3 separate regions of the Mus musculus genome follow, and regions 1 and 2 are each linked to region 3. A link is a contact called in public HiCAR-type and promoter capture Hi-C data. All regions are on one chromosome and are shown on one strand. The core of a region is the stretch at or near the end of the contact, and the rest is flanking DNA. Distances in the headings are between cores, read along the strand shown.

Region 1 (3,451 bases), core at 165-2,664, 330 kb before region 3:
AACTATATTTTAGTCAAAGATCAGACTGGATATCATTTGAATAGAAGTCTGACTTAAAACAAAATGGAGCTAATTTTCAGGGAGTCCCAGAATCGCTGTCTATAAAAACGAGGTATCACTCTAAACATCCCTAAGGAAACATCCCATCATAGTCCCTCTGTAGTTTGTAGACATTAACCCCATCTACTGCCCACAGGGTGCTCCCTAATAGAAGAAGTATAAAGATAGCATATGTAAATGAAGAGAGTGAGGTCAAGAGAAACTTTACAGATTTTCTGAGCAACCATAGGAGAGTATTAGAAGATTTATGGTTGAAGGTAGTTAACTGTTTGGAGTACGGGAGGAATCTATCATGTCTCCAAATATTGATAGGCGTCATGGGTCCTGGATGCTCAGAATTAGCACTGATGTCCAGAAGCTAATCAGAGGCTCATTTTACTGTATTACAACTGAGAACAGACTGATGAACACTGTGCAGCCATATGAGGCTCTCAGCTTCACAAAGCACTCTGAATCTACCCAAGCAGAGCCGGGCGGACCCCATGCTTGTCCTCAATGCAGGGTACTCTATAAGAAATGAAGCACTGTGCAGATGTCTCTTAAGATCTGGTGCGATCCTCCTTCAATCACATGCTCTGCAAACTGACCTGAGTTCATTTTTCACTCCTGCCGTTTCTACTGAACTCTCCAGATGCTACATTTCATGCATTTTTGGTCTCCATTCTCCCAGATCAGTGGGATATGTCTGTCTCTTCATGTCCTCATAGCATCTAACTCTAAACCATGCTATATACACTTGGTGTATATACTTGGAAAATTAAAAAGAATGATCTAGAGCAGTGAGTAAGCACATTCAGATGACGACATTGACCAAGACAAAATGTGACTTTTTGGACATTTGTCCTGTTTTTATCACCTTTAAAAAAAAAACACCTTTTGAAATCACATTTGTCACAGAATACACTCACGGACCTTTGCACTTAAACTTTGTGGCAAAACTATTTCTCAATACACATGTCCTTTCCCCACTGTTCATCTTACTCACAGCCCCTAGCAAATCATGTAGACTTGAGCATACATCGTCCCCCATGCCAGAACCTGAACAATCCCCCGTGATACTTCTCTATTTCTATCTTAGGTAGAGGAGGAGCCCCAGCTAAATGTCAGGGGCAGAGTGGTGGTTGGAAGGAGAGGCAGGGACGTTGCTGAGAAATTTGCCTCCTGTAGCCTACCAAATTCTTCTGTTGACTAAGACTGGCAAATCATTAACACATGGTATAAAGCTTTTCTTTCTCTCCCCCTCTTGTTTTTAATTTCTTTCTTAAAATGTTTGTACATTTATCCGCTTACCCTGTGGGCGTGCCACACACATACAAATGCCCAGTGACACCCATGTGGAGGTCAGAGGACAACTTGCAACACGATCTCTCCTTCTACCACGTAGGGCATGAGGCTTAAACCCAGATGTTTTGGCTTGTCCACAATGTGGAAAAGTCACTGAGCCAATGTGCCTGCCCACCTGTTACTTTTGTTTTAAAGCTCTGCCATCTCCTGTTGCTGAGGCCTTTCAGAGAGAGCTACATCTGTCCCCTCGTCCTTTTCAGCCTTGATTCTTTTCACCATTTTACTTCTCCATGGGCTTAAACACCACTGGCTCTGCCCCCAACTCCCATCCTCAGAGCACCATGCTTCAGTCATTCCTATACTGTGGAATGACATCTCTCTGTCTCACCACATGGCCAAAGACATAAACCTTAACTTCTCTTCATTTCAAAAGTAAAACCCAGAAAGCCAACTGCAGTTCTTTTTCCAAACATGAGCAGAAGTATTATTAAGCAAAGACTGCTCCTCACACATTTCCCTGTTGGGTATCCAACAGGCTGGAAATGACACAACTAATATTCTGTAGGAATAGGGACAGTTATCCAAAGAAACAGTTATCCTTGGGCAAATAACAAAACAAAAATCTTTTTTTTTTTTTTTGCTCACTATGTTAGAACTTTAACATGAATTCCATATTACTAAAAATAAATAACTCTGGTTTAAAGTTTATTTATTCAAATAGAACAAGTTCTCAAAACATGTGTAATATTTGATCTTGCAATTTCACTTCCAAGAATGTATCTCTAATAATCAGAAAAAAAGGTACCACTATACCTACTTGATACTTCGTTGTAGCTTTATGTTTTTATAATGCAAATTATCAAACAGACGCACATGTAAGAAGAATACTCTCAGCTGCCAGGGGCCCAAATCTCGCGTGTTGTCAACATTTTCCCTAGTTCCTTCTCCATTTAGTTTCTGTTATTTTATTCACCTTTCTTTATATATATATATATGTATTTTATTAGGTATTTTCCTCATTTACATTTCCAATGCTATCCCAAAAGGCCCCCATAACCCCCCCACTTCCCTACTCACCCACTCCCACTTTTTGGCCCTGGCATTCCCCTGTACTGGGGCATATAAAGTTTGTAAGCCCAATGGGCCTCTCTTTCCAGTGATGGCCAACTAGGCCATCTTTTGATACATATGCAGCTAGAGTCAAGAGCTCCGGGGTACTGGTTAGTTCATAATGTTGTTCCACCTGTAGGGTTGCAGATCCCTTTAGCTCCTTGGGTACTTTCTCTAGCTCCTCCACTGGGGGCCCTGTGATCCATCCAATAGCTGACTGTGAGCATCCACTTCTGTGTTTGCTAGACCCCGGCATAGTCTCACAAGAGAGAGCTATATCTGGGTCCTTTCAGCAAAATCTTGCTAGTGTGTGCAATGGTGTCAGCTTTTGGAAGCTGATTATGGGATGGATCCCCGTTTATTCACCTTTCTGTTTTCACTAGAATAGCTTAAAATAAATGTCAACTTGACAGTCAACTAACTCATAGGGACTTCAATTTAAACCTCTGGGGCAAGGATTTTTTTTCTCCTTTTATTCAGGTTTATGGTGAAACTCAGTAATGATATTTCAAATTAGTATTACATTAATATCATTATTTTATATATCCAAGTAAGCAACAATTCCTTTGTGTGTGTATGGGTGTGGGAGTATGCATCTTCTGTCTGGGAGCCAGAAAAAGTACAGGGTATCCCGCACTCCTATTGTCTATCTTGTTCCTCTGAGACAGGATGTATCACTGAATCAGAATTCTGCTGCTGGCCAGTGATCTTCCTAGCCCTGGCTTCTACCACGCTATGGCAGGTCCTGGAGATCTGAACTCAAGTCCTCGTGTTTCTGCCACAAGAGCTCTTATTAGCTGAATCACCTCCCCGGTACAATGATAATTTCTTAATACCATCTAAATACAAGTAGAGTGCTGAAAGTGTCTTCTTACATGTTGTTTCAACACAAATCTAAAAGTTCTACAGGTCAGATTCATTAATAGTTCTCTTTTTTTTCAATTAATATGTATATATCTTGTCTCTATAATATGTGGTTATTTCTCTCCTTTGTGTT
Region 2 (3,339 bases), core at 813-3,312, 470 kb after region 3:
ATGGTTGTTATTGCCGGCCTTTTATTAAAACCATCCTATCAGCTGTACAGGAGTATCTTCTTGGTGCTTTGATTTGTAAGTCTTTGGTGGCTAGTGACAGACTTTCTTATGCTCCTTGGAGTTTCAGATTCTTTTCTATAATGTCCATGAGACAGTGATAAAGGTACCTGTCTCCTGGTCCCTGCTCAATGGTCATCTCCCAGTAGGTCTGGTGCAAACCATATCCTCTTAGTGATTTCCCAGTGCCAACTCTATTTATGTCACTCACCATAAATCAAATAATGAGTTGCCAAACCTCCTAGCTAGTTCTAGTCTGGATGGAGAAACAACAGTGGGAGCCAGCAACGTGACTGACAGGCCCTGCATCTCATGTCACTGAGACGTGGAAATCAGCTAAACCCAAATACTCCATTCAAGCCAAAGCTACCATTCAAAACCAGGCTTAATGCTCTTGACATCAGGTCACTGGAGAAGAGCTAGCGACTGGTGAACTAGTATTAGACCTACAAGTTACACAGATTAATTCACTGAACCATCCCAGCTCTCTGAGACAGGGATGGTTGTGTCTTACCATTTTGCAGATAAAGGAACTGAAGCGAAGAAAAGGTTAATAATTATATCTAGAGCTAGTCAACAGAAAGAAGTGCTGCCCACATCGAATTGAGGTTGCCCAGTGCCAGGCTGGACGATAATGAACATGGGGTGAGTAAATGAATAAAATTTTAAAATCCCACAGGGGAAGCCAACGTCTACAGAAAGCCAACTTTCTAGAAGACCAGAACAAGGAGTCTTATGGGGAGGAGGCTGTCTCTCTGAAGGGCATCTTGACCCCTGACAAAACTTACAACTTCTGATATGGGTCTTGGAAAATTCAATGGCTTGGGGTTTTATTTCGTTTCATTCTTTTATAGATTCATCCTGGGAGGTGGTAGCACACGCCTTTAATTCCAGCACTCAAGAGGCAGAGGCAGGTGGATTTCTATGAGTTTGAAGACACCCTCGTCTAGAGAGGAGGGGAGGAGGGAGAGAAAGAGTGGAAGACAGAGAGGGAGAGGGAGAGAGAGTTCAGGACAGCTAGGACGACACAGAGAAACCCTGTCTTAAAAATGCTTTTAAAGTAAGATTCATTTATTTTTATTTTATGTGTAGGAGTGTTTTACCTGTGTGCACATATACATGTGCTGTATGCATTCCTGGTGCCCATAAATGTTAGAAGAGGACACTGAATCCCCTGGACTGGAGTTACAGGTGATTGTGAGTCACCGTGTGGGTGCTGAGAACCAAACCTAGATCCTCTGCAAGAGCAGGAAGTGCTCTTAGCCACTGAGTGGTCTCTCCAGTCCTAGGCTTGGGTTTTGTTTTGTTTTTTGTTTTTTTGTTTTGTTTTGTTTTTTGAACAGACACAAATCCTAAGCATAAATATGGTCACTGGAAATGGAAGCAGATGCATTGTGCTGCAGGTGTGGGTCATCAAGTGTTCCTCGGGCCTCGTGGGGATGAATTGGCAGTGAGGTAGGAAGGAGAAAAAGGGTCTTGATGGCTCTGAACCAAGCTATTTATTATTTGAGATTTAAGATTAATTTAGGATTAAAGCTGGTGCAGAGAAACCCTTCGGTACACCCTGCCAGTGCAGTGCTGTGTACCCTCTGATTCTCTGTGAGTTAGTCACAAAGTAACACATTTCTCTGAGAAGGGCAGATGGCTTAGTGAGCTAAAATGTGGCTGGATGTCTTGGCTGGGTAGTTCTTGTAGTACCCTGAACAACTCGGTATGAGATCCCTGAACCATCGCCCTGAATTCCAACGAGTCAGTAATCTCCCTTTAATGGCTACACAGTCTGAGGCTGGTGAATAGAGGAATCTTGGCAATCGAGGAACAACTCGCCATAAATCTAAAAGTGGGTTGCCAAAAGCTCCCTGCTCGTTCTACTCCAGATGAAGAAACAACCACAGGAGCCAGCAACAAATGACTCGAGAGGACCTTTGTCTGGCACCATGAGATGGAGAAGCCAGCGGAAGCCAGACATACAGCTCAAGCCAAAGCCACCATTCAAAAACAGACTCATTCATCTTGACATCAGTGTCTGATCCAGAAAGCCAGGATGCTTTGCAGCCTCAAAATAGCACAGAGCAAGAAGGAGACGGGAACACTGCTGCTGGGGAGCCCTGCTGCTGGGGAGTACTGCCATTGGGGACTACTGCCACTGGGGAGTACTGCTACTGAGGAGCACTGCAGCTAGGGAGCACTGCAGCTTGGGAGTACAAGCAGTCTGATCACTAGACCCAGGGCATCCCCCGAACTATATACTGCTTCACAGGCAGATGACAAAGCCACCTGAGACACTGGAACTGTGGTCACAGATGGAGGAGCAGTGTTGAGAGATAATAAAAGGATTGCCACCCATGGGCAGAAAGAAAGGAAACACATCGCAGACAGTCCATGAGCATGGCACAAGACTAACCACATTGGTAATTATTACTGGTGTTCAGTGTACTGATAAGACCACTAAGCTTTTAGGTGTGTACCAAGGCTCTCCCTTACACCATCTCACTTTCATTATTAAGCAACACGACAGTCCTTAGAGACCGTGAATACTCGTGGGAGCATCTTGAAGGGCTCTGAGGAGAGAAACTTTGGGAAGGATTCTCTAACTCTTACCCAGTGGTAGAGCTGAGTCTGGAGCTCTGTAATCTCCAAAGCCCAAAGCCCCACGCATGAAACCAGACATAATACTCCCACGAGGACGATTAGTCGGTAAAGATGAAGTGTGGAGGGACTCTGGATCACCTATGTGCCTCTGAGGTCACAATGGGTTTTTGAAATCGTAAGTGTATATGCTCTTGCCTATCTGTGCATCAATACACGCGCACACATGTATTCAAGGGGCTATTAAACAGCCTTTGTCTTCCTTGTTACACTTAATATTCCCAACAACCTTGAAAAAATGAATTATGGAAGATTTGTTCTAAAAACAGCTACAAGAATATCTTTTATCTCTCTTGTCTTCATGGGGAGAAATAAGTTTGTGTGTATATGTGGGGGGGGGGGCAGGGGTCAACCTCAGGGTTATTCCTCAGGCACTGTGAGCCATTTTTCTCTCATTGGTCTGGAACTTGTCAAGTAGGCTGGAACCCCAGGAAGCTACCTGTCTCTGACTCCTCACAGGCTGTAGGGATTATCAAATGAGCTATCCCCTCAGCCCTCTCTTGCCTTGATGTCTTCAATTCTATCACTAAGATGTTGGTTCTAAGGATACATGCTTTGCCTTTGGGCTGTTTGTGACTTGCTTTTTAGTAAAAAAAAAAAAATAGTTGGTAGATTGGTAAATAGGCAGATAGG
Region 3 (3,372 bases), core at 586-3,085:
GTTTTACTGGGTTACTGTAATGTGGGACCACCGACCACAGGGGGATTTTGGCTGAGAGGGTACGGGCAGCACTGAGGCAGTGAACCGAATCACGTGGGGAACGCCAGGGTCAGTTGCTGATGGGGCTAGTTTAGAGGCAGAGGCCCAGGAAACATGCCAGGGCAGAGAGTTGCCGGCAGTAGCGTGGGAAACCTGCTGGTCATTTTTAATATTTCCCGCAACACAGAGATCCATCTGCCTTTGCCTCCTGAGTGCTGGGATTAAAGGCTTGCACCACCATGATTGTTCCTAAGCTCTTAAGAAAAGACAGAAGTGCAAATATAATGTCAATTTGTCATACGAACTTTGAAGGCAAAGTAAACTATAACTCGCGGTCTGTATGAAACTCAGAAGCATGGAAAAATTTATATTTCAACTAGACCCAACTTTTGAATGTACTGTCAGAGTGTAGAAAGTTACTGACCTCCATGCAAATTAGGTTGGAAGGGTTGCCTTGGTGGGCTCATGATGAGGCGTCCCCAACCCCACCCTCCAGGTACCAGCCATAGCACAGGTGTAGCATAGAATAATTTGGAGGCATGAGAAGGGGAGTTGAGAAGGGGGTACAGACAGAGACAGAGAAGAGGAGGGGGAGAGAACAGGGGGCAGGGGGCCAAAGAGCCACTTTTATAGCAAGACAGGTCTACCTATTGGGCGGAGTCTAGAAGGAATACTAACAATTATTTGTTGGACTGTCTCTTTTCAGATATTCCCATGCTAGGTGGCCTCTTAGGTGATATATGTTAGATTTCCTTGGCCCTGTTTGGAGCCCTCTTCCATTTTAGCTACATCTCAATAAGACATTCCTCCGCTCGATGCTAGCATACCCAGGGGAGGGTCAGACGTTCCAGGATGAGTGAGCCCCTTGGCACTGAATTCAGTTCCAAATCAAACACCCCGGTGGGTGGGTCTGAAGTTTGAGGAACAGGAACACAGGGATTACCAACCATGAGCCATTTAAAGACTTGCAGGAGGAGTCTCCGGAGTAGCGAGGTCAATGTGTTGACCAACTCATTATTCTCATAGCTTTATTCATGTTTTTGTGGTGCCAGACATCAAACCCAGGGTCTCAGGCATGCTCTAGCACCAAGCTCCATACCCAGCCCTCAATCCTATGGCTTTATACTCCTATCTAGCCCAACCTTTACTCTCTAAACAAATCTCTCTACCTTCATTATATCGCCGCTTGCGTGTCTCAGGCGAATCCCCAAATCAACAGCTCCTGAATGGAATCCATTCCCACCCTTACCAGACAACTTCTAACCTGCTCTATCAGTCTTTCCTCTCCTGTAGGTTGTTGACTAACCTAGTCAGTCGACAAAGCCACACCCGGAACGTTCTCCTTTCAGCTCCTACATCTATCAGATCCATTGGTTGAGAAAGCTTCTCTAGGTTTCATTTCAAATATATCAGTCCTGGGCCCCTCATTTGAATTCTCTGGCATTTTGTCTTCTCTGAGAAAACTTAATTGATCCATTATGAAAAACACATTCATCCATTTGGTTTGGAGCTGAATTTGGTGCCAATAGGCTCATAAATTTTAGAGAATGTTAATATTCTCTGAATAATAGTATAACATTGGTTTTGATGTTATTTTAAATAGTTCCTGCTACTAAAATCGGGAGGGTAGCGATTTTGTTGTCTGGGCACCTTTGGGAATCCTGAGTCCAAGGGGCCACAACAAATGCAGCCTGGCCACAGCTGCCCGCCCCGCCTTCTTTCTGCAACTAGGGCTACTTTCCTGGCAGAGACTACAACTCCCAGAGTGCCTCGCGCGCGTATAGCGCGCGCTGGACGGCGCCTTTAGGACCCAGATTGAAGCAAGATGGCGAGCGCGCGGTGAGTAGCCGTGGAGGTACCGCTGCCCTCTCCTTACAGGCCCGGAAGGCTTGTCCGTAGGCATTGAGGGCTTTAATGTCTGTCGTTGGAGGCAGGACGAGGCTGCCGGTGTCCCCAGGCTCCATCTTGCAGAAGGGCCGGCGTGTGGTTGCGCCCTTCCTGTAGCACACCTCGGCGTGCATGCGGGCGTCAGCCTGCACCAAGTTGACCTTGCGACTCCTTAGACTCCTCCTGATTCAAGTCTTTGAACCGGCTCCTGGGTGGTAGTCCCTGTATTACTGTTGCTCGAACTTCAGCCCCACCGGGGTGTTTGGTTTGGAACTGAATTCCGTGCCAAGGGGCTCATCCTGGAAAGTCTCTCTTTGGAGCAATAGTTTGACCCTCCCCTGGGTATGCTAGCATGGAGCAGAGGAAGGTCCCCACAAACGTTTTGATTTTGGACTTGTAATCAGAAGACGTGGGTTTTCTTTCCGTGCATGCCACCAGTTAGACAGTGAACTACCAAAATAAAGCATTTGACTTTTCTCAGCCTTCGTTCCCAATAAACTGAAAGAGCACAGAATATTAAGAAAGTGGGTTGCAAGGCATAAATAACTAGCTGAATGAACTCAGGGTTTGCCATTCGCGGCGCTCTTAGGATGTCTGGCATCTGCGTGCAAATAAAGAGAGCCCTATCCTAATCCCTTTCCTGCCTATAGAGGGTCACTGAGACCAATAGAGAATAGGGGCACAGTAATTACCGTTTATTTACACCATCTCATGAAATTTGTGGTTGCTTCTTGAAGTTTACCACTGAAGAATTGGAAGGTCGTTTAGTTAATGACTTGCCTCAAATCTTCCAGTTTGTAAGTGAGCAACACTAAAGTCTTTGGAAGCAAGTCCTTTTAAATTTTCATGATTCGAAATAAATATGCTTGCTGCATCTTTAAATGTTATGTGACAGGAGATGAGATAGTGACATCGATGGGTTCCTCTTAAGTTTTTCATGTTGAATATTTAGTTTCATCAGAAACAGCATTACTGTAAGTGATAGGATCCTATGGGTGGGACTTGGGAGCTAGAATGTAGACTCACTAGCATTTGAGGAAGAGTTTGCAGCGTGTATTATGTGTGAGTGACTTTCTAATTACGTATTCTGCTAAGCACTCAGTAAGTGAAGCCGACTGTGCAGAGTCCTGAGAAAGTTGCACTTAAGAGAAATGATAGCGGAATAGTTGCTCTGTTTCTCATATTTTGATCTCAGTGACTTTGTCCTGTTGTTAAACTGGAACGGCCAGGTTTAAAAGCCTTGTTTTCAAATGATGAGCACTAGCTAATGGTTCCTACCTTGATGTTAGTGTTTAACTTTACCTTTGTAGCCGATTTTCTTTCTCTCTTAAACAGGAACGAAAATCTGTGTGCCTAGCAACAGCTTTCACTTCACAATATCGTTTTTTCAAATCACTTGCTAAGGATCATGGCTGCGGCAGTAAAATGGGCGATATCAAACAGAAC

What was found. Promoter capture Hi-C pulls out the DNA fragments that hold promoters and counts their contacts. HiCAR-type assays count read pairs that join an accessible place to other places.
Region 1: a promoter capture Hi-C map of liver shows a contact between it and region 3, with 2.6 times the contacts expected there. The contact joins the enhancer-like site here to the promoter of Mrpl42 in region 3. A contact is called at or near these places in 3 of 39 promoter capture datasets (cranial neural crest and liver), 9 of 115 datasets of contacts at active chromatin or transcription factors (acute myeloid leukemia, bone marrow-derived macrophages, embryonic basal ganglia and 6 more) and 2 of 9 other capture datasets (adipose tissue and pancreatic islet).
Region 2: a HiCAR-type map of kidney shows a contact between it and region 3, with 2.8 times the contacts expected there. The contact joins the enhancer-like site here to the promoter of Mrpl42 in region 3. A contact is called at or near these places in 6 of 39 promoter capture datasets (the C10 cell line, cranial neural crest, embryonic stem cells and 2 more), 8 of 115 datasets of contacts at active chromatin or transcription factors (the 230-238 cell line, astrocytes, effector CD8 T cells and 5 more) and 3 of 9 other capture datasets (adipose tissue, liver and macrophages).

The regions. Positions count from the first base shown.
Region 1 is chr10:95,834,639-95,838,089 of GRCm38.p6, reverse strand. All of the region lies in intron 1 of Gm33377 (a long non-coding RNA gene), which reads right to left. The region is part of intron 1 of Gm33543 (predicted gene, 33543); the gene reads left to right. Among named protein-coding and RNA genes, the nearest start is that of Gm33543, 6.5 kb to the left of the region's middle. Within about 2 kb of position 1,414, at least 3 of the 459 cell types and tissues checked have an H3K27ac peak or open chromatin away from gene starts, as enhancers often do. A contact at or near this core is called in liver, where this site is marked.
Region 2 is chr10:95,032,029-95,035,367 of GRCm38.p6, reverse strand. No RefSeq gene overlaps it. Among named protein-coding and RNA genes, the nearest start is that of Gm40744, 72 kb to the right of the region's middle. Within about 2 kb of position 2,062, at least 26 of the 459 cell types and tissues checked have an H3K27ac peak or open chromatin away from gene starts, as enhancers often do. A contact at or near this core is called in kidney, where this site is marked.
Region 3 is chr10:95,500,412-95,503,783 of GRCm38.p6, reverse strand. It overlaps Mrpl42 (mitochondrial ribosomal protein L42), which reads left to right and starts at 1,835. Exons shown (of 6, transcript NM_001359476.1): 1 at 1,835-1,878; 2 at 3,262-3,372. The coding sequence starts at 3,335.